Linked DNA regions of Rattus norvegicus: region 1 is linked to region 2. The links are chromatin contacts, called in public Hi-C maps. All regions are on one chromosome and are shown on one strand. Each heading gives the region's core, a stretch centred on a gene start, on an enhancer-like site or on the middle of the called end of the contact. The rest is flanking DNA. Distances are from core to core; before and after follow the strand shown. Region 1 holds the start of Tnrc6b (trinucleotide repeat containing adaptor 6B). Region 2 holds the start of Syngr1 (synaptogyrin 1).

Region 1 (5,492 bases), core at 157-2,656, 620 kb after region 2:
TCTGGAAGCTTTCCAGGAGGCAGAGGACTGTTCTGTTTGCACACAATCAATTATTTCTAAAGGGATTTACTCTTTATCTCACTCTAGACTTAATATCTCCTAATTTCAAACTCTTGAATATTCTTCCAAAGGAGCGAGCTAAAGATGGTTAGAGGTGGGTATGAGTGTTGCCTGGGCATATAAGAATGGTAAAAAAAAAAAAAAAAAGCCATTTACAAAGCCAAGAAACAGAATATAGACTTGTGTGTGCTTCTTGTCAGGAAAAATGTATTGTTGAACTTAGAATGGGGAAGAACGGTTCCTAGGAGCGGGATACCATGGAGAAAATTACAATCTCTCCAAAGTTAGTCTCCAATAATGTTAATGACACTCTTTCTAATTGCCAGACGCTGAATAAGGAATTTGGGTTCTGAAGGAAACAGTTTCAAGATGTTGGGTTGACTGACAGATACTATTCTGAGACACTAAGGCATGTAAGCGAGTCAGACAGGCCTAGGAGCCAATGTATGGCCCCAAACTTCTTTCTAAATGGGTGACCTTGGGTAAGTCTCTTAACCTCTTTTGGCTTTTCTTTCTGTAAAATTAGGGTTTAATCAGATAGTTTCTATAAAGAATTGCGCACCGTATTTGGAATAAAATACAATAAATTATAGTAGTTACCAGTGTCAACTTCCAATGACCAAAGACGCCCCACTTCTCAGCCTAATCGTAGTGTGGCGAATCCGGATCTGACGGACAACACCGGAATGCCCAATAAGATGACGGGGGTCGGGGGTGGGGTGCGGGGGGAAACAGTGAAATCAAACCAATAGCATGGGCCCTTGTTGTTAGCCGCTTTCTGGCTGTTCCACCAATAGCTTAAGGATGTGACTTGGGAGCGACACCCTGACAGTCCAATGACGCACAACCAACCCACACTCAGCAATTCGGAGGGGATAAATCAAGGAGCCTGCACGTATAGATTCCGTTATTAGTGCAGTCTCGAGTGGTGAAAGGAGCTTGGGAGAAACAGTCCCTGAGAGAAGCATTAATGAGCTTTAAAAAAAAAAAAAAAAAAAAAAAAAGGAAGAGATAATGACTGCGCTGGGCGAACTCCGCCGCCATCATGCTCTAGTTTCCCCTTCGTCTCTCTGGGTCCGCGACCGAGGAAGCGGCCTCTGGGATGCTGAGGGGGTGTGTCCCCTCATGATTGGCGCAGGCCGCTCAACCAATCCCAGTTCGGCAAACGGGAAGCACTTAGCCAATGAGGAGAGACGACAGCGGCGAGGACTTAAGAGAGGAGGAACAGCGACTTGACGGGCACGAAAGCTAACCAGTGAAAACTAGAGGCATCCTGCCTGCGGCCAATGGAGTGGGGCTGTGGGCGGGCGCCAGAGTGTTTGTGTTGTGGTTTTGGGGGAGGGAGGCGGAGGGGAAAGTTTGTTTATTTTGTTTTTAGTTTCTGGGGTCCCCGAGCTTCGGGAAGGTGAAGCGAGCGACAGTGACCCCCCTAGCCTCTCAGCCTCCCCGCGACGTCGCCTCTACAGCTTGCGGAGAAGCGGAGACCGCGGTCACCGCTGGGCTCCACAGCGGAACGACGCGCTCTCGGAGCCGGCGCGGCTCAGCGGTGAGTGAGGACCGTGGGCCGCGAGGGCCTTCTCTTTTCTCGCGAGCAGCCCGGAGGAGCGAGGCGGCCCAGGGTGGGCGACTGAGGACGTCCTCGGGGGCGCGCGGCACGGCCCGCTTAAGTGCAGCGAGTGCGTGTCTTCGCGAGCGCGCGCGACCGGAGCGAGCCGGGCGGGAGGGGCGGAAGGGGCGGGGGGAGCGCGCGCGACCCGGGTGGGCCGCGGCGGGCTGGGGCGCTCGCCCGGGGCGCGCTGTGGGATCGCTATGTGCAGACGTGAGGCGGGGGAGGGGTGTGTGAGGGACGTACGGTCACGTCGGTCGTGAGGGCCGGGATGTCCCAAGTATTGGGGCCGGGACAGACCGGCGTCACGCGCCTGCAGGTGTGAGCCGAGGAAAGGGCTTCCGGGTGGGCCGGCGAGGATCCGAGCGCTTCGTGTAGCCTAGGGCCCTCGGAGCTGCAAATGCCTGGCGGTGGGGCGCGAGCATCCGGCGTCCCCGCGCGGCGGGCATGTAGGCATGTGTGCTGGACCCGATGGCGGGGTCCCACAGGCATCCCGCGAGAGCTGCGTGGGGTGGGGGTGGGGGTGGGAGTGGGGGTGGTTGTAGAGAGGCGATGCTCACCTTGAGGAAACAGACGAGGGGCGGAGGGATGACAGAGTTGGAAACAGCCCTGGGAAGGGTTTGCTACCTTCTGCTGGTCTGGTGCCCTTTAATTTCAAACTAACGGATCTGTTAGTCCATAATGGCTAAATAAATATCTGGTCCAGCGAAATTCACTACAGTGGCTATCACGACACCCAAGAACAGCAGCAGCGTCTCATCCGTCCTTAGTTTTGGGTGCAGGTCATCGGTCTGAGACTTTCAGCTCCATACTTTCTCATGTGTCTTTTGGCTGCTTAGATTCTGAATAAAGAGTACCAACCAAGACTCCGTGAATAAAACATCATTTGTACCTCCTTCACAGTTAAACATAGCAGTAAGCTGTACAAAAATCACACATCCTAGCCTTTTGTGAAATGTTTCTCTTCGCTTGTGGGAGATTTCAGTTCTTGACGTTAAAACTATGTGTTCGCGGTGGTTTGTAAAGAGCAGAGCGTGTAGACTGTTGTCTTACACTTGTATGGTGTGAGTATCAATGTAGTAAGTGGGAGGGATATTAGTGTAGTAGACTCTACAGGTAGGCACATACTGGATAACCAGTATCCAGAATACAGATCAGACTGGTTTGTCACTTGAGATGCAATGATGAGGGTTATGATACGTGCTTCTGTGTGGTTTGTTTTGTTTCATTTTTTGAGATACGGGCTCACCATGTAGCCCAGGCTGGCCTGGAACTCACAGAGATCTACCACTTGCCTCTCTTTCCAGAATGCTGGATTCAAGAAGCCCAGTTTAGTTCTTTACTGTTTTAAACGACTTGTCTTAAACTTGATTATCTGAGTAGTGTAGTTTCTGATAGTACTCACAAGAGGAAAAAAACCAAACCAAAACAAAAATTGTCCATGCTATCTGTCTCTGTTAACCCATCATATCCCCCCAATAGAAGCTCTTAAATGGTTTTTGGGTTTTATTTTTTTATCTTTTGAGACAGGGTTTCTTAAATGTTTTTAAATGAAAACAATACTTTTGTTCCATGTCAGTACTGGCTACTGTTCATTGTGTGCTTACACTACATATGTCTTCCTCTCTGTTAGTTTTTAAATCCTTACGTGAAGCCTGTAGGGCAGAAACTCTCATTGTGGTAAGGATGAGGACAGGGCTCCCAAGAGCCTTATAGCTCTCAGGCTTAATCTCCAGTCTGTTTGATTTTTTTTTTTTTTTTTTTTTTTTTTTTTTTTTTTTGTCTTTTGCTCGTTTTTATTTTCACCTCCTGAATTATCTAGGGGGAGAAAAGCATAAAGAACACCGAGAAGCAGAGAAAGGTAGGAAAGGAGAATCCAGACTTCACTGCTAAGTCTTTGTTGCCTGAACCCGGCTTAAGAATTTAATGTTAAATTGAGACTATTCTTGTTTTAGAACTAAGCACCTTAAAAAAAAAATACATCCAACATTTGTTTTTTAATTGACATATTCACTGTGCATAGCATTGAAAAGCTCTGGTTTTGTTTGAGTTTTTTAATTTCTTTTTTCTTAGGTCTTGTTATGTGGCCCAGCTGGCCTCATACTCGTGATCCTCGTGTCTCAACTTCCCCAGTGGAGGAATTACAGACCTTTGCCACCTCAAAAGAGTTGGATCCATCGCCCTCTCTCCCTTTTGGGGGCGGAGCATTGTTTTGTTTTTAAGATCTCACTCTGGACCAGGATACCCTGGAGTTCATTATGTTGCCCGGGCTGGACTTGAACTCGAGGCTTGCCTTAGCCTCTTGAATGCTGGAATTGTAGGTGTAAGCCACCATGCCCAGCTTCTGAAGACTTTTTCTTTCCATCACTGTCCACTAATTCCTTCCTCCCACTCTGGTCTCTCAGAGCTCCTGTTCGTTTTTGTAGTTACCCGCTTGTGATACACAGCCATGTCTGTTTCACGGCCATTAATGCCAGAGTCTGTTCAAGTGTCAGGTATACAGCAGACGCCTGGAAAATATTCGTTGGCCATGTTATGAATTTGACTTTTACTCTTATTATTTACTGTTATTTTTTCACTTTCTTGTAGCCTTGGCTGCCTACCTCCTCCCGAAAGTGTCTGAGATTTGGTGCCACTCTCAAGAGAGCTTTCCACATAAAGATAGGTCTGAAATCACTGTGTTGAGCTTGCTGACTGGACGAGCGTTACAGCCTGGTTGTTCGGCTGGGTTAGCATTGCACCTGTTATTCTTCTCTGTCTCAGCTGCTCTTGTTTCTTTCTCCCCTCTGCAGCGTGTTGATTCTGGAGACCTTGTGTAGGTTCCAACTGAGCAGTCTGTTCACCCTTTGACATTTGCTGCCTTTGACACTGACAACTGCCTCTAGTGTTTCACCCTACACGTTCCCCCACACTAATCTTCCTGAAAGATTGCTTTATGTTTCCTGCTCCTTCCCAGATCTACCACAAACACTTAGGTTGGAAATCCTCAGTGGTGTTTGCTTGCCTAAAGGGTTTATGTGCCTTTGCCTGTGTTCTACAGCTCTTTGCACTAACACTGCCCAATAGAAATAGAAAGCAGACCACAAACTCGGACCACATATGCAATTTAAAATTTCCTAGTCGCCACATTAAAGAGTAAAAAAAAGGGTGAAATTGATTTTTGTAACATTTTACTCACTTCAATACATTCAAAACCTGAGTATTTAAATGTATTATCAGTAAAACGAAACCAAAAAACAAAGCTTGTACTAGGGTATTTTAAGAGTCTTTTTTTTTCATGTTAAGTTTTTGAAATCTAGAATGTATTTTTTCACTTAAAACATCTCAAGCCACACTCATCAGATTTCAAGTGTCGTATAGCCATGTGTTGTTTGTGGCTACCTTATTGGACAGAGCAGATCTTTTCTTTTTTTTTTTTTTTTTTTTTTTTCTTTTTCTTTTTTTCGGAGCTGGGGACTGAACCCAGGGCCTTGTGTTTGCTAGGCAAGCGCTCTACCACTGAGCTAAATCCCCAACCCCAACAGAGCAGATCTTAAGTATGTCTTCAGCATAGTGGAAGGACCAGGCCCAGGTAATTCCAGCTACTGTCCTTTATATAACATCTTTAAAATCCAAACTTGCTAAATATCTTTGAGAGAAGCAGAGGGGAACCTGAGAACTCTAATCTTTAATTTTTATCATGTTTGGAGCTGTGTGTGTACAGATATGTATGTGTACATATGTGCCAACAGAGACCAGAAGAGAGAGAGCATTGGAGTCCCAGAAGCTAGGCAGAGGTGGTTGTGAACCATCCACGTGGATGCTGGAATCTGATCACTGGGAAGGC
Region 2 (5,376 bases), core at 135-2,634:
TTTGGTTCCCAGTACCCACCCAGTGACCCACAAAAGTCTGTAGCTCGAGTTCAAGGGGATCCCACACCCTCTTCTGACTTCTTCAGGCACTGCATTTACATGATGCACATATGAACATGCAGGCAAACAGTAATACAAAATAAAGATTAAAAAAATGAAAAAAGGACTGGAGAGATGGCTCAGTGATTAAGAGCACTGACTGCTCTTCCAGAGGTCCTAAGTTCAATTCCCAGCAACCACATGGTGGCTCGCTACCATCTGTAATGGGATTGGATGCCCTCTTCTGGTGTGTCTGAAGACAGCTACAATGTACTCATATAAATAAAATAAATTAAAAAAAATGAAAAAATCATCCTATCTACAAAGTTATAAAGATTTTTCTCTTGTTTTCTTCTAGAAGTTTTATAGGATCATAGTTTAATAGCCGCCTCTAAGATTTCTCATGGGTATGGTAACACAGGCCTGAAACTCCATTCACAGGGATGAAGAAGCAGGAGGAATAGAAAGAAGTTCAAAACCATCCCCTTCCACAGGGTGAATTCCAGAGGCCAGTCTCTACAAGAGACCCTATCTCAAAAACAAAACAAAACAAAAACAACAAATAAAAACAAACAAACAAAAACCCCCAGGAGCCCTAAAGGTCAAACTGTGTTGGGGTTGGTGGGAGGGTGAGGCTTGGGTGTATTTATTGACCACCTATGTTTGTGAGGCCTTTGGATATAAACAAAACCTGAACAGCAGGAGCCCACAGACCGAGGAGACAGTGGAAGAAATAAGTACAATTAATTACTGGATTAAAGAAAGGGGTAGGGAGCTGCGGTGGAAGGGGGAGAGAATCTCACAAGGTCTGTTTTTCTCCCAGTTTTTGCCTCCCTACAGCTCCCTCCAGGTGGGGGTGCGCGTGCATGACGTCATCGGTGGAGCTAGGCAGCAAGGTGGGGGGGGGCGAGGAGGCTCTGCAGATCTCTTAGAGAGAATCATTCCTGAAGCCAGCAATTCAGCGACGGGTTCAAGGAGCCATATACAGTCAAACGGAGCCCCTTTCCTTAATTTTGGGGCAGACAGCGAAAGAGAAGAGGCAAATAAATGAGTAAATAAATAAATATATAACGATAAGGGTTTCCTGAATAGCGCTACAGTCCGGAGGGCTCCCGAAGGCGGAGATGCGTCTGCATTCTCCGTCCACACCCCGACTACGCGTTATTTGGCAAAAAGGTCATCCCGCTGGCAGGGAGCGCGCCCCACACTGGGACCCCAGCTGCACGCGCTTTCTGAGCGCGAGCTTCGGAGAGCTGCACGGGCGGTGCACGATCGCCCCCTGGCGGGGAGCCCCGGACTGCACAAGCCGAGCGCAGGGGAGGGGGGCGGGGGCGCCGCGCACGCGCACGGGCCGGTGGCGCGCGCCGAGCGGGGGGCGCCGCGCGGTGCAGCCACGATGGAAGGGGGTGCGTACGGAGCGGGCAAAGCCGGGGGCGCCTTCGACCCCTACACCCTGGTGCGACAGCCACATACCATCCTGCGCGTCGTGTCTTGGGTAAGGACACAGCAAGGCGGGCTGGGGCGCGGGGCTCCGGGAACTGGCGCGACCTCACCTGGCCCGGGCGGCCCTGCGGACCCAAGCGGATCCTGGCCCCTGCCACCGAGCTCCTTAGCCCCATCGCCGAGACCTCCAGGTTGTCGCTGCCCAGCATCTAGCGACTCGGTTCGCGTGCGCCCGTGGAGACTGAGCCCAAGTTCAAGGCCGTTTATTGGGGGCGCGGATCAGGGCGTGGATCTTTTTCTAGGGCGCACTGCTGCACCTGCCGCGCGCTTTCGGGGCGAGGACTGGGAACTAGGTTTTGTTGCTCACCCTGTACGCTGCGGAGCTCTGAGTCTGGAGCCTGGATACTTGGGTTCCGCCGAGACCCGTATCTGCTTTGCCGCGTGACCTTGGGCACGGAACCACCCCAAAAAAGACCAGGGATACGAGATATTCAGTTCCAAGCTGGGTGGGGAGCGTCACCTCTTATGTCATGCCTCAGTTTCTCGATTTATAGGGGTGGGAGGAGCTTCCTTGAGGCCCCTTTGGGCTCTGACATTTTATGAATCCGCAACTCTCTCATCCTCAGCAAACACCTGAATAGATTCTAAATGTTGTCTGGAGAAAGGTCCCTTCCACGCAGTGGGGAACAGGAAGGTCTGTCTGTTCGCAGTCTTTAGCCCACCTAGTCCGTGCAGGTTCCCCAGTGCTGAATGGGGCTCAGCTCAAACCTGGGGCGGAGGAGGGGGCAGAAACAGCTTGAAGGGTGGCACAGGGGGCTTTGCGCCCTAGGGTAAGGAGGCCTGTAGCTCTGGTGCCCTCTGGGGTTGGCTGGCTTCGTGGAGGGTCTTGCCTATGCAGGTCTGGGGTCCATTCCTGACTAAGACCAGAAGAGCCTGCATTGGTGACAAGGGTCAGGGACCCCTAGGGGTTAGTAACCGAAGTCAGCTGTGACCTGGGCTTGCTGAAGTGCACTCCTTTCCTGGTTTTCAGGGCCATATCAGGATCTGATGGGCGGGATGGCTTGAGATTTATTCTGGTCTTAGGAATCCTTTAAATTTCCTCCTTGTGGGGAGCCCTGTTTCTGTAACTCCTTATGGCCGTGCAGCCTATATATATCCGTGAGGGTTTGTGACACCGAATTTATTTATTCTTGGCCCTCCCCAGCTTGCAGAAGAAGCCCTTGCAGGCTCTAGGTAAAGTGGGAACCCTGGAGGCACCTGCCTGGTCAGGTGGGTTGACCTCGTACTGCTTCCTCTGACCTCTCTGGGGCCCCTGGCTGGGAGGTAGAAACTCAAGCTTTGTGAGGGGCGTGGGCGTTCCTTATGCTTGGGTCATTTCTACTGTTGATGGCTTCATTTAGTGAAGCTTTATTGAGTCTGCCTGGCCCGGAGGGAAGGGAAGGCAGCATGACTCAGGCTCGGCCCTGACGCTCAGGGAACCCACAGTCCTACTAGGGAGGGAGCCAGGACAGGGGTCTTCGCTGTGGAATTGCTGTGCTTCATGGAGGTGATGTCATGTTGATTCTAGTGACACAGAGAGGGCTTACACTTTAGGTCCAGGTAAAAGGAGGACATGCCCGCCAGGAGGAGGAAAAATTAACTAGGTCTAGCACCCACTCACTGATCTTGGGAACGGCAGACGAGCCTTGGAATTCAAGTCTTCCTGCCACCAGAGGACTGGGCTTCTGCTGCAGGGGGATGGCAAATTCTGTAGTCTCCAGATTGGAAAGGCTGTAAAGTTATCAAGTTCAGCCCCAGCCCAAAGCCCTTCCAGACCTCCCAGCTCTGCTCACACACCTGGACCCCAGTCGCTTTAAAGTTTTAGCAATGGGATGTTCTATAAGCTAGAGAAAAAAATGTTTTTTAAAACCTAGATTTAAAAAAGCTTTGGTCCTGGGCAGTGGTGGCTCATGCCTACACCTGGGATGCTTTAGGCAGGTGGATCTCGGAGTTCAAGGCCAGCCTGGTCTACAGAGTGAGTTCTGGGACAGCCAGGGCTACACAGAGAAACTTTGTTTCAAAAAAGCAAAAACAAAAACAAAACAAAACAAAAAAACAAAAAACAAAAACAAAAACCAAAACCACACCAAACCAAAACAGGTTTTGAGCAGTGGTGTATGCCTGTAATCTCAGTACTTAGGAGGTAGAGACAGATGGCTCAGAGTTCAAGGCTAGCCTCAGTTACATAGCAAACTGGAGCCAGCCTGGGCTACCTGTGACTGCCTTAAAGGAAGATAAAGAATTTTGCCCCCTTTCTGATTATTAAAGTAATACCTGCTTATTACTGGACAGCAACATGGGGTTGATAATACCATTGAAGTACACACTTCGGGTGAAGAGGGGCCTGGGGGTATGGCAAGTGTAAGGTCCTGGTCTCTATCGTCAGCTCTGGTGGGAGTGGACGGTGGGATGAGAAAGAATGAACGAGGGGGGCGGAGGGGGGAATGGGAAATTTCATGTTGTGCTGTGTTGTTTCTGTTCCATATTTTTGAATAGTCTGTGCTGTATAGACATCTTAACGTATTCTGGAGTGGGTCCCATGCCTTCTCTTCGTCCTCAGGTTTTTGCATCTACTGTGGAGTCTGGTAGCCCCATACTTTCCCACGGAGCTAAGAGAGCCTGGGCTCTGGGTCTAAGGTGACTGGTTTGCTCAGGTTTGCTCAAACTTTCCTGGCTTTAGCATTGATGGACCCAGATTCCCAGGCCTCTCAGTCCCATACAAGCTGGGACCCCTGACACCCAGGACACTGCCACAGGCATGGTGCGGTCCCAGTGCCATGTACACACAGTCTTGTGTGTTTGTAGAACTTGTACCAGATTGATCTTTTGTTGTTGATTTTCCAAAAGACTGCCTTCAGACCCTTACCTTACTCGACCTGGGCCTTGTGAACCTTGGGTCCCTGGAGCACATTGACCCCAATGGCACAGAAGCAGGGCTTCCCAGGACCCACTTGTCCCTTGACTGTAGCCGTCTCAACTCTTGGCTGTCAATCCTTCCCCCAGGCTGGGCAAGGCCAGACTGCACTTGATGGGGAAGGCAGAATTGGGACTTCGTCCAGGACAACTGCAAGCTGTTAACTCCATCTGTTTCTTATCCCCTTTCCCCCCTCCCCAATCCTTTTTTTTCTTTTCTTTTTTTTTTTTTTTTTTTTTTTGGAGCTGGGGACCGAACCCAGGGCCTTGCACTTGCTAGGCAAGCTCTCTACCACTGAGCTAAATCCCCAACCTCCCCCCCCCCTTTTTTTTAAAAGACAGGGTCTTATATAGCCCAGGCTGGCCCCAAACTTGATATGTAGCTGAGGATGACCTTGAACTGATTCTCCTGCCTCCCCCTACCTCTGGTGCTGGGGTTATAGACTGTGCTACTACACCTGGCTTCATTAGGTAACAGGTGGAACTCAGGGCTTCACACGTGCCAGGCGAGCCCTCCATCAGCCAAACTGCATCTTCAGTCAGGTTCCTTTAAATGTTTAAAATATTCATTTCATGTTTTAATGTGTATGTGTCTATATGTATGCATGGTTTGGGCGGGGGACTGAGGAGGAAGAGATCATCTGGAACCTTGGAGCTGGAGTTCTAGGCATGAGCCTCCTAACCTGGGTGCTGAGAACCGAGTATCGGTCCTCTGGAAGAGCAGCAAGGACTCTTAACTGTAGAGCAGTCTCTCTATCCAGCACCTTCTACTTTTTGTTGTTTTGTTTTGTTTTTTTCGAGACAGGGTTTCTCTGTGTAGCCCTGGCTGAACTCAGAGATCCATCTGCCTCTGCCTCTTTCGTGCTCGGATTAAAGGCACACCCAGCTAATTTTTTTTACTTTTTTTTTAAAGATTAATTTTTATTTATGTATATATTTATG

What was found. Hi-C and Micro-C count contacts between places; a contact is called where the count stands out from the background.
Region 1: a Hi-C map of hepatocytes shows a contact between it and region 2, with 1.7 times the contacts expected there. The contact joins the promoter of Tnrc6b here to the promoter of Syngr1 in region 2. A contact is called at or near these places in 2 of 12 Hi-C or Micro-C datasets (the A7r5 cell line and hepatocytes).

The regions. Positions count from the first base shown.
Region 1 is chr7:114,131,168-114,136,659 of GRCr8, forward strand. It overlaps Tnrc6b (trinucleotide repeat containing adaptor 6B), which reads left to right and starts at 1,407. Exons shown (of 25, transcript NM_138845.4): 1 at 1,407-1,606.
Region 2 is chr7:113,514,882-113,520,257 of GRCr8, forward strand. Syngr1 (synaptogyrin 1) reads left to right here and starts at 1,385. Exons shown (of 4, transcript NM_019166.2): 1 at 1,385-1,534. The coding sequence starts at 1,436.